2 separate regions of the Acanthopagrus latus genome follow, and region 2 is linked to region 1. Evidence: chromatin contacts called from public Hi-C data. All regions are on one chromosome and are shown on one strand. Each heading gives the region's core, a stretch centred on a gene start, on an enhancer-like site or on the middle of the called end of the contact. The rest is flanking DNA. Distances are from core to core; before and after follow the strand shown.

The links. A called contact is a pair of places that touch in the nucleus more often than the background predicts.
Region 2: a contact with region 1 is called in a Hi-C map of muscle, with 4 times the contacts expected there. The contact joins the promoter of LOC119015510 here to the promoter of tab1 in region 1. A contact is called at or near these places in 4 of 4 Hi-C or Micro-C datasets (liver and muscle).

Annotation. Positions count from the first base shown.
Region 1 is chr1:4,528,523-4,533,763 of fAcaLat1.1, reverse strand. tab1 (TGF-beta-activated kinase 1 and MAP3K7-binding protein 1) reads right to left here and starts at 2,610. Exons shown (of 11, transcript XM_037100745.1): 1 at 1,911-2,610. The coding sequence starts at 1,943. It overlaps LOC119020947 (synaptogyrin-1-like), which reads right to left. Exons shown (of 4, transcript XM_037100767.1): 4 at 3,363-5,241.
Region 2 is chr1:4,694,429-4,700,097 of fAcaLat1.1, reverse strand. It overlaps LOC119015510 (transmembrane protease serine 6), which reads left to right and starts at 1,361. Exons shown (of 17, transcript XM_037092202.1): 1 at 1,361-1,701; 2 at 2,906-3,035; 3 at 3,961-4,103; 4 at 4,333-4,400; 5 at 4,486-4,673. The coding sequence starts at 1,612. LOC119028782 reads left to right here. Exons shown (of 11, transcript XM_037115053.1): 11 at 1-839.

The sequences.
Region 1 (5,241 bases), core at 1,361-3,860:
TTGTAGATAAACTGTTAAAACCATAATGGAGGCAGTTAGTGGTTTTTCTGTGGAAACCCAATTATCGCTCCCCTGAAACCTCCTAATTACACTATCAAGTGTTAGCAAATAGACTGCTACTTGACTAGTAGACAGATTAATTCATCCAGCATACAATTTTCACAGCGTTTTAACAGAATTCCATCAAATTAAGTAGTTTCATAAAACTGAAAACTGTGTTCCCTGTGTTTTGACTCGGCCAGAATGACTTCAAATTCAAGTTCAATGGTTCCCTGCTGTCTGTGTGAGCGGCTGGTCTTGTATTCTCTCCATTTTAAGGTATTTTTTTTTAGCATTGTCAAGTGTGGTGTATGTGCACTTCTTAACACATTTCCCTTTGAGCTGACAACTTTCTCCTGTATATGGAAGTCTTAAAATAAACCTGTTTCGCCCTTGGCTTACCTAAAAACATTACCATGCTTTGTGTTACTGTTTGTTTTGTTTTTTTACTGTCACGGTGTAGCAGTTCCATATTCAAAGACCGGCTAACTTCAGTTTGTTTTGGGCTGATTTTCAAAAATCCATCTGGACTAATTGCAGGAGATTCAGATCACCTGTGCACAAGGTGGTGGTGAAGACTGGCTCCTGATTGAGGAGTGGAAGCAGCTGGGGACATTTCACTCCCAGCCAATCATGGTGTGACGACGCCCTTTATGTGAAGGCTTAAAAGAGGTGGGGGAACGGCACCCAGAGGGGCCCTCGCCCTCATTCTGAACCTCCTCCCCTCAGATCACCAGCCAGAAACTCAGATCTGTTTAGGCCCTATTGTGTTCTCTTGTCTGCCCCACCTCATTCCACCGAGGAGACCCAAACTCATTTACACCTTCAGTTTTGACATTTTTTTTTTTGCACTGGTGCTTGTAGGGGCACATTTCAGTCTGATTGTCCCCTGAAGAGGCATTTGTTTATTGGTTTATTGTCAAAGTGGCTGACATTGGGCATCCTCTCTTGACTTACATGGTTTTTGTTAATATTTTTATGTAGATGGGGCTGGCCTGTAAGCATTCTACTACCAGCACCCCAACAACGGTGTGTGTGTGCGTATATGTATTTTCAGTTTCTAATAATGAACAAAATAATTATGGTTTACATCCTTCATCTACTATATGCAACCACCCACATAGTGCATTTCAATTAAATTTGCATTATTTTGCACAATTTACTTGCGTACAGACACTGTGTACTGTTGGTGAAAGTCATTTACACCCATTTGTTCACTTATATGTGCATCATAGCACTGTTCGTGTTCAACCATCTCTGTTCATCTTTGTTGTTACTGTTTTCAGCTGTTTGTCCATTTACACACAGTGACAGCAACAATTCTTGAATTCGTGCAAAAACTTGGCGACAAAAGCTGATTAACTTCTCTACACCTTGACGACAGACCGACATCGTCTCTGCATGCTGACATTAACATGAGTGTAAACATTACTCTAACAATCGCAGAGAATAAATGGTCCATTTAGTTGGTTGTTGCTTAAAAGTTAGCTTCAGTAATTAACCATTTCTGAGTCTCTGTTAACCCACTCATTGTGTGTGACAGGACACTGCACAATAGGTACTTGTCGAATGAAAACCACCTCCTCCTCTCACTAATCCCGACTGTCCTGAGTGATTAGACGCTAAGAAATCGCATTATTTTGAGATTAAAGTTGGGCTAGCTAGCTAACTGTTAGCAAAACACTTCCCAAGCTCCAACTAAAGTAGCTAGCACTAGCATCGCTGAATGACACGAAATAACACACTTAAGTGAACGAAACAAACACGTCGACGGCCAGGGGAGATAAATGAAACAGAAGTGGTCCTGACGAGCAGTCCAGCAGTGACATTAGAGGTCAGTGAGAGTGAATAATAGCTCAGTTTTCACTCACGCTCTGCATCAAATTCCTTCGCTGGGCCGCCATGTTGGACGGTACACGATGCGTTCAGGATCCATCGTAAAATCCAAAAAACAAGCATCGAGCGAATACACCCACCTGTCAATGTATTAAGTAGGAAACTAACACAGTATAATAAAAAATACAAACACCGTAAGAGCATTTATCGTGGGTTCTGTGACAACTCATATGTCAAAGCTTGAAAATATAACGAGAACAGTTGGTTTAGCACTTTTGTTTTTATTTATATTTTTGTATACAAATAAACCCATTTTCCGCTCCATACATTACATTATTATTAATTATCAATGTTTTGGTTCAGCTGCTAGCACCGATTTAACACCTTCCTCCAAATGTCTTCCATTCTCGTGTGTTTTTGGCGTTTCACATTCAGATTTACCGATCATTAATCGACACATTTCCGACACCCCTTTAAGGCAACACCCGTCTTACTTTGCTCTGCTCGTGAATTTTATTATTTTTATTGCGAGATTAAATCCGTTCTCGACGCATTTGCTACGTAACACCTGTGCAGAGTTCATTAATTCATAACATGAAATAAATAAAATAAAATAAAGATGGAGGAAAAAATAAACATGCAAACACCACTTCCTGTTTGTTGCTAGGTGGGATTTCTTTGACAACGTCGCCACCTTGTGGTTCAAAAATGAACTGCAACAGTAAACTGCACCCACCTGATGCCGATGGGTGTTAAGCCTCATGGGCATCATCGACATAAATTTATCTTGATGACATTTGAACTTCATTCAGTGACGCAATTAATACCATTATGCCAGTATAATTAGTATTTCGGCTCGCTCTTATTATTATATTCTAGTAAAATAAATATGATAATTTAATATAATAAATGGATTTTCAGGAGGAGGTGTATGTTTGGATGCTCTTTTTATAAAGGTCTGGTATGCTTTTAATATTTATTATACACTCAGAAATTAAGAAACTGATTGGAATTGCAGTAAATCATTACTAAGCAGCTTCCCTTTAATGCAATCCATTATTTTGATCTACAGGGGTCAGTAAAGTGAATTATAAGAGCTATGAATATGCTTTATCGTTCACTAAATCAAAGCATGTTGATATAAAATCTGAACTTAGATTAGGTATAAAATATTGCCATTGGAGGGAGACAAACTGCATTTAGCAGATCAGCATCACATCTGTTCTTAAAACTTGCAATGACCTGACGGTAACAATATAGCTGTTTCTCTCTGTGTGTGATGAACAATCAGGAAAAACATTAATCTGCATTTCCTGTAAAAACAATCCAGGATGGATGTAACAGAGGGACAGCAGTGAAAATGCAACTAAACCCCCCCAAAATCTCAGACCACTCATTCATATCTTTATCAGTATTTTCTTTATTTTTATTGGTTAAAATCGAAACACATCAAAAACATACATTTGTACACAATGTTTTTTTTTTTTCCTAAATCGTACAGATTTCACACAGGAACGTCACACATGTTCTACGTCTACACGGTTGTACGGTATAAAGTATATATGTGAATATATACTTTTGATAATTTGGTCACATTTTTTGTCGCTGTATTTTTTCTTTTATAGTTATTATCCCAAAATAAAAACATCTCCTTAGCCTGAAAGCAAAATAAAGGACGAGGCATGGAAGACCTCACCGTTAAATCTCATCACAACAACACTCAACAGAACATAGATCTTCTTTCTTTTGTCTTTTCTTTTTTTTGTACAGAACTAGCATAATGCCCTAAAATAAAGCATGATCTTTTTTTTCCTTCCCCCAAACACTCTAATATACTTAATTATAGATTTACATATATTTATAGAGAGATATACTTTATTCTTTAAGAAAATGGAGCTATGCATGTTCATAAATACTCAGGATGATCATGGTTGCCTCATCTGCAGATTTAGTTTGAAGTAAAGTGGGAAACGGATAAAGAACCTGCAGCTCTTCAGTGTGGTTAGTCGTCTGTAGGCCTGCTGATTTTTGTCGTTCTGGATGCACAAAGATGACAAATGCTTGTTTTTTGGGTTTTTTTTTTTTTTTGGTGCTTAAGGACAAAAACAAGACAAAACACATTGAGCTTTCGCTGTAAAGATGCTGAGAGAGAGCTGCGATACTGTGCATGTAGGGTACACGTTGCCCCGTGTTCGGTGGATTTCGCTTGGCAGTCGGCACTAAGGCATCATTCGAGAAAAGGAAAAGAAAAGAAAAAAGCCTGTTCTTCGGGGGAGGAAACAAGAAAACACACACTGTCCCACATCCGCACATCGTTAAAACCCAAAGGAGACTTTTCAACACACACCAACACACTCCCATTTAACAAGTTGAGGGGAATTAGTTGCCAGGTATGCCACTGCTGCTTGTTTGTCTATGCTGAGATCCTGTAATGCACCTCTCAGCTGTGTGTGTGTGTGTGTGTGTGTGTGTGTGTGTGTGTGTGTGTGTGTGTTCCAATTAACACTGATCGCAGTCATGTTTGCTGACTGACAGCAGACCTCAGAAGATGAAGGCGATGCGGTCACAGAGCATTGATCTGCTACAGGGTGACCGTTTCTGCAAAAAAGCTCGACCTCTGGATTTCTTCCCACCCTCCTGTGTGATCTTTATTTATTTTTTTAACCCATAAACTGTTCCTGACATCTTTGACTGCATCGAGTGTCTATCTGCATCCCACGCCCCCTCCCATGATACCCTGAACCCCCTTTTTTATTTCCTGTGAGGCTCCCCATGCCTCCCTTTTTTTCAACAGACCAATAAGTGAAAGGTATGAAATCCACTGAATTTCTTCCCACAGCTAAATGCATTAACTGTTCCCTCTACACACTAATAATCACCAGGTCAAAATTATACAGCGCCAATGTAATACCGTGTCACCCGTACCCAGAACATGGACTTTTCCATAAACTAAGAATGTTATATCACAATCTATTCCAGCTCTTTTAAACGTACTATTCATTACTGATTATTATGAATAATAAATTGTTCCTTTGCTGTAATGAAAGCCATACACACATCGCTTTGTGCACTTAGCAAGTGTTTTAAGTAAAACTGCTACTAGGAACTTTGATTTCTTAGCTGATCCTGACTACAGAGCAGCTTCTTGCTTCCTTTTTATTTTTTATTAATATCCCAGATCAGGTAGAATCTGACCTTGTGACAGGCACTGAGACTTATTAAGACTTTTTTTTTTTTTTTTTTTAAAGATCGACGTTACCGCATGTATTAAAGGTGGAGAGACCCATCCATGATGACCATCCTTCTCCACAGTTGCTTACTGCACTTTTAGGGAAACATGAAAATCATCTAGGGGAAAAAACTGTC
Region 2 (5,669 bases), core at 112-2,611, 170 kb before region 1:
TGTCTGGCGACATTCATTGTGTTGCTTAAAGGAGAAATTCACCTCCAAAGTTCTCTAGTCCAAAACAAGTGTTTTAGCATGTTCTGAAGTAGCTGGTGACGTGTTTAAAATGTAAAACAAACATGATGTGACTCCATGGAGCCCTCCTTCCTTCTTCCTCTTCTTCTGAGTGTCTCTTGTCCGTTGAGGCTCATGGGAAACATAAACAATATGGTGACCCACCCCCTCAAAAAACTCTCTAGCGTCACCAGTGGACAAAAACCCAGAAGGACGACTTTAACGTTATATATACTGTATGTGGAATCCATATAAACCATGCTTATTTATATTTGTATGGCAGCTATTTCAAGAACTACTGACTATGGAGATGAACGGAGAGATTGGAAAATGTATGCTAACTCATCTTTGACATCCTGATTGATCTCATATTTTATCTTTTTATGATTTTTTTTATTTATATTATTATTTTATTATAACAACCCAGAAGTGCAGAAGTGCAGCACTGTAACGCTTTTCTTTCTCTGTCCACTGTGTGAAGATTCACAGTGTTTAATGTCACGGAAACATGTTTCTCTGCACAATGAACGTCTTCCTTTGCTGTCCACAGAAAACCACCAATGTAAAAACTAATATATACAACAGAAATATACACAATAAAGCAGTTTTAAAAGGAAGCATGTTGAAAATAAATTTTTAAAAAAAGCAACAACAATGATAATAATAAAACAGTAAAATGTTTCATTGAAATGGTGTAATAACAAAAAGGTACGATGTTTGTATGATGTACATGATGACATTTCATTTAGAATAAATGTGAGTATGTTTGGGCCACAGGTAAAGTCACACCTGGATTTTTTTCTTTTTGTCTGTGTGTGTGTCACAAGTTCACTTCATCAAAGTCGTAACTGTAACACCCCGACTTCGTTCGGTGCGACACACAGTGTGAAGCTGAATTTAGCTGACATGTATTTCGGCAGCTCACCTGCTCAGAGCTTCAGTGTTACAAATAAAGAATCTGTAACGAGAAATTTGAACTGTCAGTCGTCCTTTAATGCACAAATCTCTCCTCCTGCTCTCTCTCTCTCTCTCTCTCTCTCTCTCTCTCTCTCTGTGCACTTTATGGCCGATTGGGAATTCTTGTTTGTGTGGAAAGTGAAATGAACTGTAGCGAGTCCACAAATAGCCTGACCCCGCCTCATTCACCATCGTGTTTACCTGTGCAGGGGGCAGCTGACTGGGAGCATCACAGTTGCTAGGTGACGATCTGTGACATCAGCACACCTGCACCTACCTGAGTCACTGCTGCTCCTCTCAGATGAGACAGTGATCCCACGACATGTACGATCAGTGGCCATCAAGCCATCGGTTGTGACTCTATCACCATGTTCAGTCCACGCTAGCTTTTTTTTTGGAAGTATTGATTGATTTTTTTTTTTTCTTTCCTTCTTTTTACCTTTGGACTTACAAACAGAGGGGGGAAACACTCTGTCTGTTGGAGCAACATGTCTGGCTATGTGCTCACCAGAGATGCTAAATGAAATCAGTTAAAACTCGAATTCAGACATCGGTGAGCCTCCACGGACAGTGAGATGATTTCTGGAGGAACGAAGGATGAGGAGTGACGCGATGGCGCTCGGTTACGGCTCCAAGAAGTCAGTCTCATGTGACCAGGTGGTCATTCCTGCTTCTCTGGACAATGGGGTCAGTAATGCATGTACCACACGTATAATCTGATATATACCTCTCTATGTTCAGATTGATTTCTATCAAACTGGTGGAGTTGTTGAATTATACCAGTGTTGAACAGAGGTCTGCATATGTAGGCCTGTTTCAATTTGAGGCTTCTGTTTTGAATGTTGTTTGCTCTGGCTGGGAACTGAAACCTCCTCAAGAAGAAGTTGCTTTCACGCGCATTTAGTTTCGGGATGGTTTTATAGGGCAAAAAAAAAGCAAGATGAAGCAGGAATTAAAACAGATGTCCCCAAAAATAAGTTGCCTGATTTTTAGTTTCCTGCACTTAAAACAAAACTTCCTGTCGCGTGTTCCTGCCTGGGTGAGCCTGACTTGAAGTGTGGGGTTGGAATAAATTAAATAAATACATTCATATATCTCCCATCGATTTGTTTTTAATTCAAGATGAATGGTAGTAACTAAACAAACCTTTATGTTTCCACAGATTTTGATGATTTGCTTATTTTAACTTTACGATAAGAAAGGCAATGTATGATAGTTCAACACAGAAGAAATAAACGCGATAAAGTATAAAATAATAACACAGTACAGCTGAAAGCCATTCGCATTCATATCGAACGCATGAATCACCATTTGGGCCGAGTTGGGGCAGTAAAAATGGAGAAAGTTGCTGCATTAAATCTCTAAATTAAGCATTCAGATGTTTTGATTTTGACCTGAAGACTGATTGCATCTGGGATGTGATGGAGGTGGAGACACTCACCTACCTTTTACAAAATAAAAGCCAAAATGCATCATCACTGTTCAGCGAATACTGTTGCAGTTTGAAAACAGAAAAGGAAAGAAAAGATTAAAAAAGGGCACGAGGAGAGAAATTAGAAACATTCAACAAATGGGAATGAGAATGTAACTACGTAACGTTAGGCTGATTTGTTGTGGGCAATGAAAGCAGAAAGCTATGATGCTGAAGTCCTAAACTATAAAGATAATGTTTATATGTCAGCTTGTTGTCTAAGGAGCGAAACATACAAACCACAACAGCCCCATGACTAAACATAATCCACCGGGAGGAAACATCTCTGCTCCTGTGTGCAGTATGTTCTGTCGTGCCCTCGCTCAGATACTGTATGAGGAGACAAACTGGATCTGAATTTACATTTTCAACCCAAAAGAAAGTCATTTTTTTTTTTTTTTTTAAATCTGCTCTCCTCAGGTAGGAGCTGGTGGACAAGCTGTGGCTCCGCCCACCAGGAAGACCTGGTCCAAGTGTAAATGTCTCCTGGCCGTCATCATGATCGTCGTCCTCATAGCGGCAGGAGCAGCACTGGCCTGGTACTTCTTGGGTAAAGAGTTTTTTTTTCTTCTCTATCAATCAATTGACCAATTGACTTTTCCTTTAATGTGACCACAGAGGGGGACTCAGGATGTTTGATGGGCAGGGGCAAAACAAATAAAAAGGGGCACCAGATGTTTGGAGTTGGGCACCGAAGCACGGATAGTTTGGATTTATATGCTGGGTCTCGATTCAGGGTCTGCATCCTTCGAAGGACCCGGCCTTTGCAGTCTTCAAAGGCGAGTCCTTCAGAGAGACCTTGGGACGGTCTAGCCTTTGGAGCATTTCCTGGTTGCGTCACCAGATGTTTTACCCTTATATCATGATTTCTGCTGGGCAGGCCTGCAAGAAGTGATGATCTACGCCATGCGGTGTCGCCATTTTTTCTCTTTCTTTCTTCTTTTTCGGAGAATCTTTGGGATATGTGAGGCCACGAAGGATCGTAGCGGTGCATCCTCCAAAAAAAAAAGGAAAAGAGTGAGCTTTTGGAGGAGCCTTCGAATTGGCACTGTGACGTAATTGGCCTTCAAATGCTCCTCCGAAGGATGCAGACCCTGGATTGAGACACAGCAACAGTGTAGATAGACCTGCTAAACTTGCTAGCATGTTGACATTAGCATTTACATTCAGGGCATTAAGCAGACGCTTTCATCCAAAGTGATTTACAGTAATTCATACATACATTCACACACTGATGACGGTAGCTGCCATGCAAGGCGCCAACCAGCACATCAGGAGCAGTTTTGGGGTTCAGTATTTTGCCCAAGGACACTTCGACATGCAGACCAAGAGAATCGAACTAGCGACCTTCCAATAACAAGACGCTGGCTACACTTTGTAGTCAATATGCAGCCTAGGTACACAGCAGCTGCTAGCTAGACTTGACGTCTTGTTTATATATACTGTGTTGATCTTCATGCCGTCCTCCGTAACAGAATACAGGGTTTGGGTGTTGGAGCCTCGCGTCCAGCAGCAGTACACGGCCTACGTGTCCATCATGAACCGGAACTTCACAGCTGATCTGTCCTCTCACGACAACGCTGCATTCAAGAAAGAGGCCAAGGGAGTTCAGAAACTGGTGAGCAGAGAGCATCGAGTCTTCTGGTACCCACTGCTGTTGGTTTGCTAATTTTCAAAGCAAAAACCAGCAAGTTTTAAAGCAATAAGACTTTTAGATCTGTCCCCCTGGAAAGTGCTGTTATCATAAGTTAACATTTAGTCGCTAGCATCTCAGGTAGTACATAAATGCACCTTTCAGCTGTGTTTCCACATGTAAGCAGGTGACAGTGTATTTCTCTGTCTTTCAGATAGAGAAGATAATGAAGGGCTCGAGTCTTTCTCGCTACTTCAACTCCACCACCGTCTTCGCCTTTGGGTATGCGGCTCAAACAAAGTAGTGATACTGTACTGTAGTGTATATACGCTGTGTGGATTCTGATCTCGTCTTGTGTTTGTTGCAGGGAGGGGAGTGTCGTGGCTCACTTCTGGATAGTGATGTCTGTGCCAGGCAGCCATGTTGGGAGGGTCACACTGGAGAAGGTCACCGCGAGCCTGGAGAAAGGCCTGAGGTGGTACGGAAGGTCGGGGGAGGAGGAGACGGCGTGCCTCGGCGGATACATCCTCCACCTCCCCTCGCTGTCCGTCAGCGGTGAGAACAAGTGAGGGGCAGAGGGAGGAACAATGTGTGTGTGTGTGTGTGTGTGTGTAAGGTGCGTGTGAAGGAAGATGAATACAGGTACATATAAAAAGTGTTTGTTTTTATAGTTTAATTTCTCTTCTGTCTTTTTGTTCTGCTCCCTACAGACACTGACTACAAAGTCATAGAGCTTTTGAAAGCCTCATTTGGTATTAAACTTTATTGTCAACTGCTTTTTTTCATAATTTCTTATTTTGTATTGATTTATTCATTTTGATTTAACTAATTCGCATGCAACTGACAAACTATTACTATACAAACATTGACAATAATGAATCTAAATCATCTGGTATCATCTTTGAGGTGGAGGATTGAACACTGTTTTCAGCCAAGATAGCTAATGTTGTCTGCCGGGTTACTTAAGTTTGAGCTTAGCCAGGCTACAAAGCAGAGCTGCTACAATTAGCTTTAACTATGATAGGCTAATAGCATTTTTAGTTTACACAGAGTGGATGTTTACCTGAACGGAGGTCTTTCTGGTGACATACACATTAATGTAGTTAGCTAGCAATTCATACGCTAACTCTTAGTCTTGGAATGGATGCTAATGAGCTAGGTAGCGTATATGCTAACCCTTCAAAAGCAACAAACAGGCTGTTTAATCAGTACTTTCCACTTCCACTTTTGTAAATTTGTTTTGGAAATCAGATGAAACATTTTTTAAAGAAGCTTTCATACGCCTCAAATGAATAGTTGTCTTAATCGCATTTAACCTCGACTGCTTCAACATTCAGACACACATACAGGAGGCCTGGTTAGGCTACTGATGCTAAGCCAAGGTTGGACACTTTACATTCAAGAGAAGGTGATGAGCAAACAGTTGATATTAATTAAAGTGTAATTTTAATAAAGCATGCTTCTCAACATGCTGCTGATCACGTCCCACCACCTTTCACAATCAAATCAACCAACCACTGTAGCGCAACAATGCTGCACACGGTCAGAGTC